2 separate regions of the Sus scrofa genome follow, and region 2 is linked to region 1. The links are chromatin contacts, called in public Hi-C maps. All regions are on one chromosome and are shown on one strand. The core of a region is the stretch at or near the end of the contact, and the rest is flanking DNA. Distances in the headings are between cores, read along the strand shown. Region 1 overlaps CPQ (carboxypeptidase Q). Region 2 has its middle 110 kb from the start of TSPYL5.

What was found. A called contact is a pair of places that touch in the nucleus more often than the background predicts.
Region 2: a contact with region 1 is called in a Hi-C map of liver, with 8 times the contacts expected there. The contact joins two enhancer-like sites. A contact is called at or near these places in 4 of 47 Hi-C or Micro-C datasets (liver and skeletal muscle) and 1 of 2 datasets of contacts at active chromatin or transcription factors (alveolar macrophages).

What each region holds. Positions count from the first base shown.
Region 1 is chr4:39,779,991-39,784,680 of Sscrofa11.1, reverse strand. All of the region lies in intron 2 of CPQ (carboxypeptidase Q), which reads left to right. Among named protein-coding and RNA genes, the nearest start is that of CPQ, 74 kb to the left of the region's middle. Within about 2 kb of position 1,905, at least 16 of the 83 cell types and tissues checked have an H3K27ac peak or open chromatin away from gene starts, as enhancers often do. A contact at or near this core is called in liver, where this site is marked.
Region 2 is chr4:39,471,355-39,476,314 of Sscrofa11.1, reverse strand. No RefSeq gene overlaps it. Among named protein-coding and RNA genes, the nearest start is that of TSPYL5, 110 kb to the right of the region's middle. Within about 2 kb of position 2,099, at least 3 of the 83 cell types and tissues checked have an H3K27ac peak or open chromatin away from gene starts, as enhancers often do. A contact at or near this core is called in liver, where this site is marked.

The DNA.
Region 1 (4,690 bases), core at 656-3,155:
ATAGCCCAGATAGGCATTGTGAAAGTACAGCGATTTTTATCTTTAATTGGATTTATTCTCCTGAGAAAACTTAAGTTTATGGATGTATGCCCAAATGCTGCCTATTAACTGATGTGAATTTCTCTGCTGTGAGTTCTAGGAATCTCTTAGTTCAAAGAAGGGGAGGAGAAAAGAGCTAACATATATTCGACAGCTTTTAAGTATTGGGTGCTTTATGTATACATGAAGTTCATCTCAGCTGAACCGTTACAAGAGCCTTGGGAGACAGGGAGCTTTAGATTCATTTTGCATTTGAGTAATCTCATCAAGATCGTATCCTAGGACAGTGAAGAGGCCGCTGCAGCCCTGGCCCCTTTCACTTTGGAAGGTGGGTTTTGAAAGACATCTCTGGTCATATTTGTATGAAGCTCATTTATTTCCTGCTCTTCCTCTTGTCCCCTTCCTCCTTCTCTTTATTCAGGACCTTCTCACAGCAAATGACAGTTCCTAAATGAGATTCCCTGTTACCTCCCAGCCTGCAAGGCATAGGCACAGGCAGTTCCCCTCCTGGCAACTGTTTTTGATATCTCCCCTTCCAGAGATTTGCCCTGTGGCAGCTTCCATCCATTATCATCCCTCCTTTTGCCCAGATTGGCAGCTCTCCAAGACCTCAAGAGGCAAAAAAACCAGATCTGCAGATATGCAAACCTCAAAATCCAGACTTAGTTAATGAAATCACTCCTCCGCTTGCCCCTGCCTGTGACTGAATCCTGTTCCAGCTGGAATGGGAAAAGGGCATTGGTCAGGCTGTCAAAAGCAGATCAGATTTCTCTACTGCTAGTTCTTCCTTTCTTAGCTAAAACCAAAACACCGCACACAACCATCAGCCAAAAAAATTGACACCAGGTGAGAGTGAAGGTAGTTTGTCCCGTTTTCATATTTCATGTGTTCGATCATATTTGTCTCAGCAAATGTGATGGGAAGTGGTACTTTTTCTTCTTTTCCCACCTTCTGGTGTGAGATTTATAGGTGAAGATAAAAATGCACTGCCCGCCACGAAAGAGCACCTGCTCTGCACGCATCCCATCTATTTGCCCTCTTCTTTGCTCCTGCCCCCTCCGTCTCTCTCTGCCTCCCTCTCTCCTTCAATCAGGGCTTAGAGAAATCTTTTCACTCTTCTTTTGACAGGTGTCAGATAGACAGTATGAGCTCATTTAAGCTGAACTGTCTGGGGGAAACTAAATTTGTTTGGAGAACAGCAATTTGGATGACAAGTGCCAGGACACAGCAGATGGCACGACTGGAGAAATGCTTATCAGTCTCCCAGCTCACGTTCCAGGTGGCCTCTCTATCTCTCCCGCCCCTCTTTTTCCTTGTTCACGCTTGACCCAAATGGAAACCTTGAAATACAAATGAAGTTCTTCTGGTAAGTCTCCAAGAAAAAGAGTTTCTAGTGACTCAGCCTAACAGGTTTATGTCCCCCCTTTATTTACACTTATTATTGCTAATGCTTCCCAGACCCCCAGACCTGTTTGGGCACATATTTGAAGAAGCCTCAGTTCTGAGCCCTGCCAGTTGTTTAATATGTCTATTAGCTAAGCTGCAAAAACTTTCACACTTTGGACAATCCCCAACCCTGGTTATGTTTGAGACTTCTCGTCAGGGGATGAACAGCAGTCTTCTTAAATATCTTCCCCCTTTGCCTCCCAATCAGACTGATTCTTTTTGGCTATCACTTGCCAGAGAGGGAACTATGGACATAAATGACATAGGAAGGTATTTAGTGGAAGGTGAGTTTTTTTTTTTTTTTTTTTTTTTTTTGGTTCATGTAAAACATTCTAAAATTCAAGGCCAGGGCACTGGGGCAGGCTCTAATCTATGAATCATTAAATTCTTAACATACCCTGAGAACAGGAAGAGAGAGATTAACCTTTATAGGCATGGGAGGAATGTCTCCTCTGAACACTGGTAATTCATGTGACATTTGCTGTTTGCTTATGTTTGTGGTGAAATTCTTTCCCTCAACCTTGAACTGTGTTGTTGCTGGTCACAACAGACCTTCTACGAGAGCAACCCAAGTTGATGTTTTAAGTACACAAACAAAGCAGATGTTTTTCATCCTGGGCATCAATTTTTTTGGTCCATATTTGGTTCACATGAGAACCTTTATGTTTTTCCAGTCTGTAAGCTTTAGCTCTGAATTTACATGTTTTGGTGGTTTGGTGTTGCTAATTCAGTGTGAAATTTACTCATGGAAAAGGCATACTGTGAGTGAAGAAATAAAGTACCAAACAGTATGGAAAACCCACACTTTTCTTTATTATTTAATTTTGTACTAAATTTTGTACATGTGCTTGGTGTTAGGAATCTCATGGTTGGAGCAAAGCCAATTGGTGGCCATGTCATATTTACCTGGAGGTTGAAGTTTCATTAATAATTTAAGGTGAAAATCAGAGAAAAAAGCCTCTAACCAACCCACTTAGCTGTCACAGCTCCCTTGTGGCAAAATATCATTGCACTTCTGCTCTTCTCTCCAAAAGCTTTTGGAACTCGAACACATTATTACTATTAAAGGCTTTATTTCTGAAGAGCAGTTTTAGGTTTACAACAAAATTGAAAAGGAGATACAGAGATTTCTCACATACTCACTGCCCCAAACATGTACAGTGTCCCCCTTAAGCATTATCACTCCCCAGAGTGGCAAAAATTTTCACCAAGAATGAACTTACCTTGATGCATTATTGTCACTCAAAGTCCAGAGTTTATCCTAGGTGCCTCTCTTGGTATTATACATTCTATGGGACTGGACAAATATATAGTGACAGACAACCATCATTACAGTATCACATGGAATATCTTCACTGCCTTAAAAATCCTCTGTGCTCTGCCTACTCATCCATCTGTGTCCCTACCCCTGGCAAACACTGATCTCCACAGTTTTGCCTTTTTTAGAATGTCACTTAGTTGAAAGCATATAGTATGTAGCCTGTTTAGATTTGTTTCTTTCACTTAGTAATATGCATTTAAGATTCCCCTATGTCTTTTCGTGGCTTGATAGCTTCTCTCTTTTTATTGCTAAATAATATTTCATTGCCTGGATGTCCCATAGCTTATTTATCTGTTCACCTGTTGAAAGACATGTTAATTGCTTCCATATTTTGGCAGTTATGAGTAAAGCTTCTGTAAACATCTGTGTTCAGGGCTTTGTGTGGACATAAGTTTTCAACTCTTCTGGGTAAATATTGTTGGTTTGTGTGGTAAGAGTTATTTAGTTTTGTTAAAAAACTGCCAAAGTACCTTCTGAAATGGTTGCATCATTTTGCAGTCCCACCAGCAGTGAATGAAAGTTCTTATTGCTCCACATCCTCACCAGCATTGGGTGGTGTTGGTGTTTGAGATTTTGGCCATCTAATAGGTTTATGCTAACTCATTGTTGTTTTAATTTACATTTCCCTGATAACATATGATAAAGAGCATCTTTTCATATATTTATATGCCATTTGTATGTCTGAGGTGTCTATTAAAGCCTTTGGCCCATTTTTAAATTGAGTTGTTTGGTTTTTTTAAAATTGTTTAGTGTTAGGAATTCTTTGTATATTTTGGATAATAATCCTTCATCAGAAGTATCTTTTTCTCCCAGTCAGTGTCTTATCTTCTAATTCTGTTGATGCTGTCTTTCACAGAGCAGAATTTTTAATTTTAATGGAAGTCAAGTTTGTCAGTTATTTCTTTAATGGATCATGTCTTTGGTATTGCACTAAAAAGCATCACTATAACCAAAGTCATGTAGGTTTTCTCCTATGTTGTCTTCCAAGAATTTTATAGTTTTGCTTTTATATTTATGTCTATGATCTATTTTTGTGAAGGGTATAAAGCCTGTGTCTAGATTCATTTTTTTTTGCATGTGGATATTTAGTTCTAGCTCATTTGTTGAAGAGACTGTCTTTACTCCATTGTATTACTTTTGCTCCTTTGTCAAAGATCAGTTGGACTATATTTATTTAAGGCTGTTTCTGGGATCTCTACTTTGTTCCATCAGTCTATTTATCTGTTTCTTCACTAATACCACACTGCTTGATTACTGTAGCTTTGTACCAAGTCTTGAAGTCGGGTAGTGTCCGTCCTTCAACTTTTTTCTCCATTAATATTGTGTTGGCTATTCTTAACACGTTATTTTTGGCAAGTTTAGATATCTGGATTTTAAGGACATACCATATTAACAGATGTAGGCATGATAGAGGGCATTTTGACATTAGAGGAAGAGATAGGAAAACAGTGTAGCTACAAAACTGGATTGCAATACCCACAGAGATGGGAGTTTGTAAGGATAACATTGAGTCATCCAGAAAAGTCACATTGTCTTCTTTCTTAAGAAACAGGGTGGCATTTGAATATATGTAAGATATACATTACATAGACTTTTTTGAGCCAATGTTTTATACTTGATCTTGGTGATTAAGTTGTATTCTGATAATATAATTGCTATAATGCCTTAACTCAATTAAAAAAAAAAAACCTCATTAACAAAAAACAGAAAAGAAACAGGGTGCGGAAACTGAAGGCCCAGTTAAAGTGTTAGAACAAGAAGGGAAGAGGATCAGGGATCTCCAGAGAAACAGAGCTAGTAGAATCTATCTGTCTATCATCCATCTATCATCATATGTCTAACCTTATTTAGTATAAGGAATCGGCTCATGCAATTATGGAGGCT
Region 2 (4,960 bases), core at 850-3,349, 310 kb after region 1:
TCCGCCTGTGTGGCGCCCTTTGGTAACTTCTCTTTGCACTTGGGATCAAGTTCACACGATGAAAGTCCTGCATGTTCTAGCCCTGTCTTCCTTCCTCATCTCTGTGTCTATACTGCTCTTCCTCTCTTCACCCTGGCCACACTGGCTTTCATTCTAGTATTTCGGACATCCTCCCTCCTGCCCCAGGACCTCTGCACGTGTCCTTCCTTCTCCCAATGAAGTCTTCCTCACCGCTTTCCTTGACTAGTTAACTCCTGCCTGTCCATCTCTAAGGCCCCTTCTTCCAAGAAGCCTCCTTTGAGTCTTCAGACTGGATAGATCCCAATAATAACCCAACTAAAACTTACTTTGATGCTCGTGTATAAAATTATTGTGTTTGCTCTCCAATAGGCGGAGAGGGAAGCACTTCACATGTAGGAATTCTTTCCATCCCACCATAAGCTTTCCCCTCCATTTTTACAAGTAGAGGAGTCAAGACTTAGACAAGGTCAGTCACTTGCCCACAGTCACATTATTATTACCTAAGAAGGGAGGCAAGATTTTAATCAGGGCTGCCCAGCCTCAGAGCTTATATGTCTAACCTCAATGCCACGTTTTCTCTGTAAGGGCTCTCATTCATGATTTCTTATTCATCACGCATGTTATGAGGTTTCTGCTGGGTGCCGGGCACTGGGAGGCACTGGGAATAGAGAGGTGAGCCGTAAGACAGCTAAGGTTTCTAGACTAAAGGAATTTTGTTCTAGTGGAGGAGCAAGGCCATAAAAAGTAAAACCTGTGATCGTTCTATCACAAGTTCTGTGATAGAACGGGAGGAAAGTCTGCTATTGAGAGGATGAACTCAGACGGTCTCTCTAAAGAGGGGACATTTGAGCTGAGTCCTGAAGGATTATGGGGCAGAGGTAGCTAATTGTCCTTCAAAATCCATTCTAACTTTTTTGTTTGTTTGTTTGTTAATAGTAGCAGGCCCCCTAAATCTTAGCTAAATGATATCGTCCACCCCACTTTAGGATGTAGCTAGGCAACTAAGTTCTAGCTAATGGATTGTAACCAGAAGTGGCATGAGAAACTTCCAAGAAGTCTCCTTAACCAGAGCTGAGGGGGGAGTGGGTAGGGAGAGGCATGCCTGTCTCCTCCCACCCCCTTTCTTGTTGGAAGGTTGAAGCAGCAGCAGCAGACTTGGACCATGAAGTGAACTTGGGGATGGAAGCACGCCCAGCAGAGACGCAAACAGAAAGGACTTTGAGTCCTTGACCCTGTAGAGTACGCTACCAGTCCTGGACTGACTCCTCCAGGCACACTTTATTGAAGTCGTACATCCTATTGCACGGGAACATCTTTAAGATTCTGAAGATTTAATACAGCTACTTGGGAAGTGTACACTATAAGGTTCAGGCGAAAGCTTTTTGTTATTATCATATATAAAGCCAGATCATTTTGAAATTTATTTTTTATTAAAATATAGTTGATTTACAATGTAGTGTTAGTTTGAGGTGTATAGCAAGAGAATATATATATATATATTCTCTTTCAGATTCTTTTCCCATATAGGTTATTACATTTTTTTTTTCCCTTGGGCTGCTCCTGTAGCATATGGAGGTTCCCAGGCTAGGGGTCGAATCAGAGCTGTAGCCTCCGGCCTACGCTGGAGCCACGGCAACTCAGGATCTGAGCCACGTCTGCAACCTACACCACAGCTCACAGCAACGCCGGATCCTTAACCCACTGAGCAAGGCCAGGGATCAAACCCGCAACCTCATGGTTCCTAGTCAGATTCGCTAACCACTGAACCATGACGGGAACTCCCCCACATAGGTTATTACAAAATATTGAGGATCGTTCCCTGAGCTCTACAGTAGGTCTTCGCCTATTTTATATATGGTAGTGTGTATTTGTTACTCCCCTCAAAATGATACAAATGAACTTATTTACAAAATAGAAATAGAGTCACAGACACAGAAAACAAACCAAGTGGGAAAAGGCGGAGGGGTGAATAAATGAGGAATTTGGGAGTAACACGCAAAAGCTTTTAACCACAGTAGTGATTGACTAAACATCCTCAGGAAGTCATTACAGACCCCTTCAGCTACCTCTGACTCCCAGTCACAGGAAATGGCTGGTTTTCCTTTCTCTCTGGAAGGGTTCGGAAGGCGTTTGGCACTCCGGAAGGGCCACTCACTCGATCAGATGGCACCTGCCAAACTGACATAGATAAAAACTGCCACAATACAAATCTCTGAGAAATCCCTCCATGGCATATTAGCGATTTCACAAACACATTTACAAGCTCAGATAAAGCTTTTGATGTCCCTGATCTTTGCACTTCCAAATCGTGGCTGAACAAACAGGAATCAGTCTTCTTTGAAAGCCTTCAAAGCAGTGAAATTGCCTAAATCAGTTTGTTGACTATTCTCTGAGTTTCAAAGGTCAGGGAAGCTTTTCTGTTTGTTCATCCTTCCTCTGACACTTTCACATTCTCTTCCAGGTACTTTTGTCCTAGGAAATTTAAATCCATCATTTATCTGTTGATAGAAAAGTTTGATTTCCCAATAAAGCCTTCACCAACTTCTCCAAAAACTGAAAATGATTATTTTCAAAGCAGTTGTATAAACCTTCTATTAGGAAATGGTAAATAGAACTTTACCAGAATGAAGATAAATGAGTGAGGGTGGAACTGATTCTTTTAGCAACACATTTAAAGCTCATGCGGTCACAAATGTGTCGTTACGTCAGAAAATTCTGTGTAAAATCCAGTGTGCTGAGGTTCCTAGGTTACTATTTGTGTGAACTTGAGGCTTGATCATGGCCTCAATCATAAAAAGGATATATGATTTTGAACCTGTTTTTGAGAGGTTTTAACTCAGTCATCAGTACATGAGAGTGACTCTCAAAGTTAGGAAGTTACTATGTGTGGAAATGAGTTAAGAGGCTGAGCTTTGGCGTCTTCAGTGTTCTATGACCCTCTTGATCGGGATTCCCTAGGTAAGTGAGAGGAATACAGTTAAACTAACTTCACAAAAAAAAAAAAAGAAAAAGAAAAAAGAAAAAAAAAATCCCAAAGGGTGTCGGGGGGAGGCAGGAGGTATCATGTGAACTCAAGGTTTTCCTATAGTGAGGCTTCAGGAATTAAACCGGAAACTCTTTCCTGCTCAGCCACACTTCCCAACATTTTCCACCTCACAAGTATTACATAAAATGATCTATCTATGCCCAGAGGGATAAAATAATGAGGATGCACCACACAACGGGAAGTGACTTACTCCTTGGCATACTGATCAGCTACCCAGATAAAGCCCTTTCTTTAGTCTCCCAATTCCCGAGTTCCTAGGAAACAATCATGGCCAATGTTTATTGAGCCCTGCTATGGGGCACTGTTCTAAGCACTGTACATGCATTCCATTCACTCATTAAATCTTCACACAATCCCATAAGTTAGGTATTCTATTTTCTCATTTTACAGACAAGAAATTCTAGGTATTCAGAGGATTACCTAGCTCAAGGTCACGTGGCTAGTGGTGGGGGACAAGTACGTGAACCTCCTTTGGCTCCAGTTTGCCCTTAACCCTCCCATTATCATGCCTCTATTGGACACTATAGCCGTCTATAAAAGGATGTGAATTGATTGGCTGAACTTGAGTTAGGTGCCCATCCCTGAACCAATCAAAGAGTGAAGGGGGTGGGATCACCCTGGAGGCGGCAACCTGGTGTTCCTGCTACAGCACGTGGAAGGAGAAAGGAAGAGGTGAACTTTAGCAAACGCTCTTAGGGAAGGGAGCTCCTTGGGCTCCGGTCTCTTTTGAGAGCCCAAGACTGACTTTTATTCTCTTCAGTTCATGGTACATTATCATCATCGTATTTCTCATGTTTTATTTCATCTTCTCTACTTGTGTTCTCCTCTCGTCCCCAGAGGCAGCCATTCTACTCTGGTTGTTAGGATACACTCCATTTACATGTGTTTTTATTTAACATATATTATTGTTTTGTGTGCATGCGTTTTTAATATATATATATGATTTGGGGCTACAGATCCCATTTTTTCGTCTTCCTGTGCCATTCTGTCTGGTGTTCATAAGACACAATTTTGTTGCCACGTTTCCGGCTTCTTGCTTCCAACCACAATGCATAGCTTTTTTTTTTTTTTTTTTTTTTTTTTTTGTCTTTTTGCCATTTCTTGGGCTGCTCCCACGGCACATGGAGTTTCCCAGGCCAGGAGTCGAATCAGAGCTGTAACCACCAGCCTACACCACAGCTCATGGCAAAGCTGGATCCTTAACCCACTGAGCAAGGCGAGGGATCGAACCCACAACCTCATGGTTCCTAGTCGGATTCATTAACCACTGAGCCACGATGGGAACTCCAAAAACGCATAGCTTCTGATGTGCCTACATCTTTATTTTCCTCCAATCCATGTCTGGTCCACTCATGGGCTGGTGGGTTCTATGGCTCGGTTCACCCAACTTGATAGCTTTCTTTTCCAGAAAGGCCCCTCACTGCCTGGTGGAGAGTCTTTCCTCTGTGCTCTCACAGTTCTCCATGTTTGCCTCCCTCCAGACAGAGGCCACAGAGCAGCTTGGTTACAGGGGCAGGATGGGGGCCCAACTGTCCAGACTCAGAATCCTGACTCTCTCACTTACAGATAGCCAAGATGTGTAGCCTCTTGGTGCCTCCATTTTCTTGACTGTGAAATGTTAACCACAACTAGCCATGGGATTGTTGTAAAGATTAAATGAGAAAAATGTGTGAAAAGTGCTAAGAACAGTGCCTGGTACAAATTAAGTGCTATTTTGTACTTGTTATAATAGCATATGTTGCCTATATTGGAATAGTCTGTTTAATTGTCTGTCTACCCCACCAGACTGTGAAATCCGTGAGTCCAGGGACCTTGACTTTTCTACCTCTCTGTCCCAGAGGCCCATATATTGCAGGAGCCCTGGGCATGCTCACTAAAGGATACTCTCTCTTA